2 separate regions of the Danio rerio genome follow, and region 2 is linked to region 1. A link is a contact called in public HiChIP or PLAC-seq data. All regions are on one chromosome and are shown on one strand. Each heading gives the region's core, a stretch centred on a gene start, on an enhancer-like site or on the middle of the called end of the contact. The rest is flanking DNA. Distances are from core to core; before and after follow the strand shown. Region 1 holds the start of zanl (zonadhesin, like). Region 2 holds the start of trappc14 (trafficking protein particle complex subunit 14).

Evidence for each region. HiChIP or PLAC-seq counts read pairs in DNA pulled down with a chosen protein or histone mark.
Region 2: an H3K4me3 HiChIP or PLAC-seq map of pancreas shows a contact between it and region 1, with 2.7 times the contacts expected there. The contact joins the promoter of trappc14 here to the promoter of zanl in region 1. A contact is called at or near these places in 2 of 4 datasets of contacts at active chromatin or transcription factors (embryo and pancreas).

What each region holds. Positions count from the first base shown.
Region 1 is chr7:26,349,972-26,353,307 of GRCz12tu, reverse strand. zanl (zonadhesin, like) reads right to left here and starts at 1,486. Exons shown (of 86, transcript NM_001365358.1): 1 at 1,292-1,486; 2 at 216-241. The coding sequence starts at 1,365.
Region 2 is chr7:26,415,561-26,418,896 of GRCz12tu, reverse strand. trappc14 (trafficking protein particle complex subunit 14) reads left to right here and starts at 1,542. Exons shown (of 10, transcript NM_001423811.1): 1 at 1,542-2,506. The coding sequence starts at 2,027.

The DNA of each region.
Region 1 (3,336 bases), core at 237-2,736:
ATATTCTTTAGTATAAATGGACTTAATCAAATTTGCAGTTTTGTAGGATAAGATAGTAATTGGAAAAATATCAAAAATTATATTGTAGTTTTTTATTTATATTTAAAAGTTCTTGAATATTAAAAAAAGAATGAAATGAATAAAGTCAGAAAAAATTGCAATGGTTGGAATTCCCTAGTTAATCATTGCGCTTATGATAAATTTCATTTACTTACCAGCATTTCTCTCTGTCACATCATGTCTATAAAAACACACAAAAATAAAAATTTTAAAACATTTATTTCCTTTTAAAAGATTTAAATAGCTGCAAAATCCTTCAAGAATTTCTTATCTACAAAGACATAAAAGTGGAGTAATTCAATTACATAATAGCAGTCATCGCTGTAGCATTTATCAGCTGTTTCCATCATAATTATCAGATTATCACAGTGTAAGATCAAAGTTGCTTTTTTAAATTAGATGTTAAATGTTTAATTACATTTAAATAAGACATGTACAGAAGGAACTATTATGCTTTGATAATTCATCAGTGCTGTGAATATAATTGAGAAACAGCTAAACTTTTTACGTTTTACAATCTAAATATTTCACATTCTAACATTAATTCTCTTGTCAGCTTAGTCCCTTTATTAATCCGGGGTCACCACAGTGGAATGAACCGCCAACTTATCCAGCAAGTTTTTACGCAGCGGATGCCCTTCCAGCCGCAACCTATCTCTGGGAAACAGCCACACACACACTACAGACAATTTAGCCTACCCAATTCACCTGTACCACATGTCTTTGGACTGTGGGGGAAACCGGAGCACCCGGAGGAAACCCACACGAAGGCAGAGAGAACATGCAAACTCCACACAGAAACGCCAACTGAGCCGAGGTTCAAACCAGCAGCCCAGCAACCTTCTTGCTGTGAGGCGACAGCACTACCTACTGCGCCACTGCCTCACCTTCTAACACTCTAAATGTCTCAAATGTAAGTTATTTTTAGAAACATGCGGCTCTACTTAAATTACACTAATAATTATTGTATTCAGTACTTAATAAATCATATACTTGGTGTAGATAGATTAATATTATGAATTATATATTATATAATATTATTATTATAAATGCATTTGCATATAATAGGAATTTGCATATTATACAAACATAATTGATTAGAATATGTACATTCTTCAGCCAGTACAGTACATCAGATAATTGACTAAATCTGACTCTTAATAGAAGATTGAAATCCACATTACTGTTCATATACAATGCCGAATTACTGATTCAATTATGAGAATCTCACCTGTTTTTGTTGTCTTCAATGGTAAAGCAACCTGTTATCCATATTAAAACTAGTATTAACTCCAGACGTCCCATGTCTGGATTAATGGATGGTGTTAGGTTGACTAAGACATGGGTGAGAACGCTTCATGAGTTTATAAAGGGTCGGTTGCATGGTCAGTTAGGCAGGGCATGTGGAGGTGTGTATCAGTTTTTATCACTTTCATGAATATTATTTTACATGGCTTATTGCAAAACCAGTTTTAGTGAATCAGTAACTGTTTGTGATAGGACCAGGGTGTGTTCCCCGTGTTAGATCCTATGGGCGGGAACATTTATCAGAAGATGCAGTGGAGTTCAACACATACAGTACATAGACCTTTGGTTTCAGCTCTCAGAGCAGGAATCCCCCATGTGTTTTATCACTGTTTTGTACAGTCCGTTTTTAAGTATTCTTGACAACACTGGGAGTTCATTGCTGACATCATTAAGCATCATTCATGAAATAGTCATTTGAGTAATATATAGTTCTAAAATATTAACATGTGTAACAGAGGCCAGCTAGTAAAGTGCTGTGCAGGTAAACCTCACTCCTCTGAACCCAAAAAAGTGCTTTAGCGACAGACGCTAGAGGCCATGGTCTTTAGACTTGTTAGAGCAACCGACTTCATGCAGAAAGTTGCCTGTTTGATCCCAGCTCGAAGGATTGGATTGGTGTAGGATTGGTGGGGTTAGATAGGTGTATATATATATATATATATATATATATATATATATATATATATATATATATATATATATATATATATATATATATATATATATTCTACAGCTTGATTTTTTTTCTCTTAAAGCATTTGAGAATTTTCTTGGCTGTGTTTTGCATCATTGTCTTGCTAAAATGTCCATTCTGGTCTCATTTTCATCTAGATGTTAAATATTAATTTTACTAATGATGATGGGCAGAGGATTGCTGAAGAACTACTGAGAGATTTCAGCTGCTATCTGGGCTTTCTCAGCCATTCTAGGTGAAAGCCCAGACAGCAGCTGAAATCTCTCAGTAGTTCTTCAGCAACCTTTTGCCCTTTGTCATCGAGGATTTGGATTTCAAAAGCATTTGTGTCTTATGTGTATGCTAATGCAAAGAGATGTGTCTTTAATCTAATTTAAAAATGACAAAGTCTGTCTGCTTCAAGAATTGTGCTAGGAAGGCTGTTCCAAAGTTTAGGTGCCAGATTTGAGAAAGAGACCGCCTACAGTTGATTTTGATATTTTGGGAATAATCAGTTGTCCAGAATTAACTGAGCATAGTGGACATGAGGGGTTATAGTACACCAGGAGCTCCCTCAAATACTGGGGAGATAAGCCATAGCCGTTCAGGGCTTTGTATAGTAGTCAATAAAATGTAAAAATGTATACAATATTTAATAGGGAGCCAATGCAACGATGAAAGCACTGGAGTAATATGATCATTTTTCTTTGTTCTAGAAAGCACTCTAGCAGCTGCATTTTGAACTAGCTGAAGTTTGTTAATTAAGCCAATAGGGCAGCCGCTTACTAACACATTACAATAGTCTAACCGAGAAGTCATGAAAGCATGAATAAGCGTTTCTGCATTAGACAATAATAGCATATTTCGAAGTTTGGCAACATTTTTAGGGTGAAAAAATGCAGTTTTACAGATGCTTGAAATCTGGCCTTCAAACGACAGACTGTATCAAAAATCACCCCCAAATTTTTGACCAAAGATGAAGACTGAACTAGAATCCATCAAGGGTTAAATAGTGTTCTAGGTTTTTGCAGGTGAGGTTTTTGGGTCCAATAAGCAAGACCTCAGTATTATCTGAATTTAGTAATAAGAAGTTATTAGTCATCCAATTTTTAAAATCACCTATACAATCTGTTAATTTCTTAAATTCATACAAATTATCAGGTTGAGAGGAGATAGTTGTGTATCATCAGCAAGCTAACTCCATTTTTTTTAATAATATTTCAGCAGTATGTGAGGAGGAACTGTCTAAACTGATAAATTCATCAAAATCTGTGCTATTATTAAAACAATTGTTT
Region 2 (3,336 bases), core at 293-2,792, 66 kb before region 1:
TTTCTGCTGTGTGATTGGCTCTTAGATCAATATAGAGTAAAAAGGTACAGAGCTTATTATTGTTACTGACAAATATGTATCGCAATAGAATATAATATTGGTTATCGGCCCAGCCCTAGTTTATCTCCAACCACCCCCAACTCACACCTGCCTAATAGTCTCCAGTAGTCTTGAATACCTTGATTAGTTGGATCAGCTGCGTTTAGTTATGGTTGGAGCAAAACTGTGCAGAGCAGCGGCCCTCCAGGAATCCAGTTTGAGACCTGTGCTTTAAAACCTTGATAAGAAATGCTTCAAAAGTACTAAAGAAATGGTTGTTTTCAATCCTTTGAATTGTACCTTTAAGGGACAGTTCCACCAAAAAATGAAAATGTATACACTATTCACTTCTGTTGAACGCAAAAGGAGATATTTCGAAGAAAGCTGAAAACATGTAGGGAGAGAGGGGCACGCAGGGTAAAATGTAACACAGAGTTTTAAGGTATTTGCTTAGTGTTAACCATCACATGCTTCTGAGGTTTTCACCACTGTGTCAACAGATGTCTTCCTGCCAATTATTGAAAAAGTTTGGTGAAATATGGATGAGAAACACAGGAGAAACCATTTTTGCAGCATAAATGTATTTTTTATTATAGTCAATATTTTTTTATTTTTTAAAAATCTGTGAAAGTATGTACGTAAACTCTTATACTGTTGTGAGAACCGTCTTCTAGGCTAGAAGATGAAACCATTTTTAAAGATGTGAAAAACACACAGTGACTGCTTGCTAGTTTGAGGAAAACACAACTTGGTTAGTTGTAACAGGATGTTACACATTAACCACACACTGTATAACACCAAATAAACTAACAAAATCATTTTTGAATTTTGAGTGTAATGATGAAGACATTTTTAATATATTTAAAAAAAAATAGAAAACAAACATTGTCTTGCTAAAACTGCAAAAATCTATTGTATAATAATTGATAATATTGCAAATACATCAGAATGTGGTTATTCAGAAGATAAATAAATAAACATACTGTGCTAGCGTAAAAAAAATGAGTTGCAGTAACCTACTGAGGAAATATACTATTTAAAAAGTAAACTGAATTTAAATTAATTGTGTGAAATCTGACTTTATAAACACATGTTACAACTATATAACCCTCTGTCTGTTACAACTTAACAGGGTAAATAGAGTAGTAGCAAGGGTAAATTGACTAGTAGCATTTTTACTACTGCCATTTTTGGCAATACTGCGCAGAAAACACAGGTCCAACAGTGCTTATTTGCAGGAGAAGCTTGTGTGTTGTTGGTAAAAAATAGGGTTTGTCTAACCCCATTACTTGTTCATTATTTGACCAAAACCAAAAAGTGTTACTTTGTGCCCCGCACTCCCTCACCACACTGGCTTCCACAGTAGGAGAAACAAATACAACAGAAGTCAGTAGTTACAGGTTGCCTGCTTCCTTTTAAATATATTTAATGTTGAACAGAAGAAAGAAACTCAAACAGGTTTGTGAAAAGTGAAGAGAGAATAAAGGATGACAGATTTTCCATTTGTGGGGGGAGATTAACTATCTACCTTTAAATACATGTTAATTTGTTTGATATAATATTATATATTTCAGCTGCATACATACCACAACAAACAGTAAAAAAAGTAAACAAATCACAAAACTGATCTAAAACCAACCTTTATACATAGACAATAAAGTTGACCTTCATCGACAGTCGACTAATCTCGTCTGTCGTCCGCTCTACTTCATCTGAGCTCGATAAGCTCGCCTGTCATATAGCGCACTTTGAATGTATTGTATACGTCAACTGGGCTGGCAGACGAGCGAAAATGGGGCAAAATAAGACGAATGTAATTTTTATGAGTTCCAGTCAACCCTAATAATAACCGACCCGGAAGCTGGCGCGCGTTTGATGAATTCAAAGCAACTCTTTATTGAATGGGAGCGTTGTTTACAGTCTGCTAACCGGATACCTCGGCTGTGCGTCTGCCTGCAGTGCGCGCGCGCTCGCTCTCTGATGGTCAATGGTGTTGATGATGGAATCGCAATGCGAGTACTTTATGTATTTCCCGGCGGTGCCCATCTCAGATCTGTCGGACCCGGCTAAATACCGCACTCTTCCGCGCCGCAGTCACCTTTACCTCGGGGAAACCGTGCGCTTTCTTCTGGTCCTGCGCTCCCAGTCCGCGTCCGGCTCGAGTGATGGCAGCTGCGGCTCAGAGCAGCACAGCAGCCGCTCGTGGAGGGAGCTGGCCGGCTCTCTGAGCGCCGTGGCCAGCGTGAGCCCTGGCGACAGCCGGCAGCGCACACAGCCTCTGTACCACGACTACCACAGCAGCGGGGACGAGTGCGTGGAGGACACAGACGAGGATGATGCTGCGGAGGCGGTGGGCTGCCCGGGGCGAGGGGGGCCGAGGTACCGGGGCTTCAGGGAGTGCAAACCGCTGCTCATTCACAACAACCCAGGCAACGGTGTGAGGGAGTTCCGCAGAGCTCCTGTGCAGGTGCTTGGATAAACACACCACATTGTATGATGGAGGATAGCTGTTCCTCATAGAGTTGAGAGGGTGATATCTGATTAACATTCAAATCCTGATCTTGATCTGTGTCAACACGGAAGTAACGTTGACATTTCCTGTTGTAATGTTTTATGGATGGATGTGTGTGCGTGTTTGCCTTTTGTTATGTTTGGCATCCTACAAGTTTCTGTCCTAATTTGTAAGTGCAGTGGTTATAGAAAAGGGCTTGCTGTTGTAATCCAAAATGCTGCCATGTGAGCTTAATGCTGCTTGTTTCTACAGCAGTGTTGACTTTAAAGGGACAGTTTACCATTAAAACTTAACTAGAACGCAGCTGAAACCATAGCTGTTTAGGAAGTCAGTAGCTCTGACACATTAAAATGACTAAAACATGTCAAATTAAGACAAATACATATGATTTCATTAATTCATTTTCCTTCTGCTTCGTCCCTTATTTTTTAGGAGTCACCACAGTGAACCGCCAGCCATTCCAGCATATGTTTTGCACAGCAGATACCAGTTAAAACCCAGCACTGGGAAACACCCCTGCACTCACATTTACACACTGCAGCCAATTTAGTTCATCCAATTTCCCTATAGCGCATGTCTTTGGACTGAGGGGGAAACAGGGGCACCTGGAGGAAACCCACGCAAACATGGGGAGAACATATAAACTCCACACAGAAACGTCAACTTACCCAGCCGGGACTGAAATTAGTGACCTTCTTGCTGTGAGATAACAGTGCTAACCACTGAGCCACCATATCGCCCCTATGTATGGGTTCTTGTTGCTTAATAATGTTTATTAAATGTTT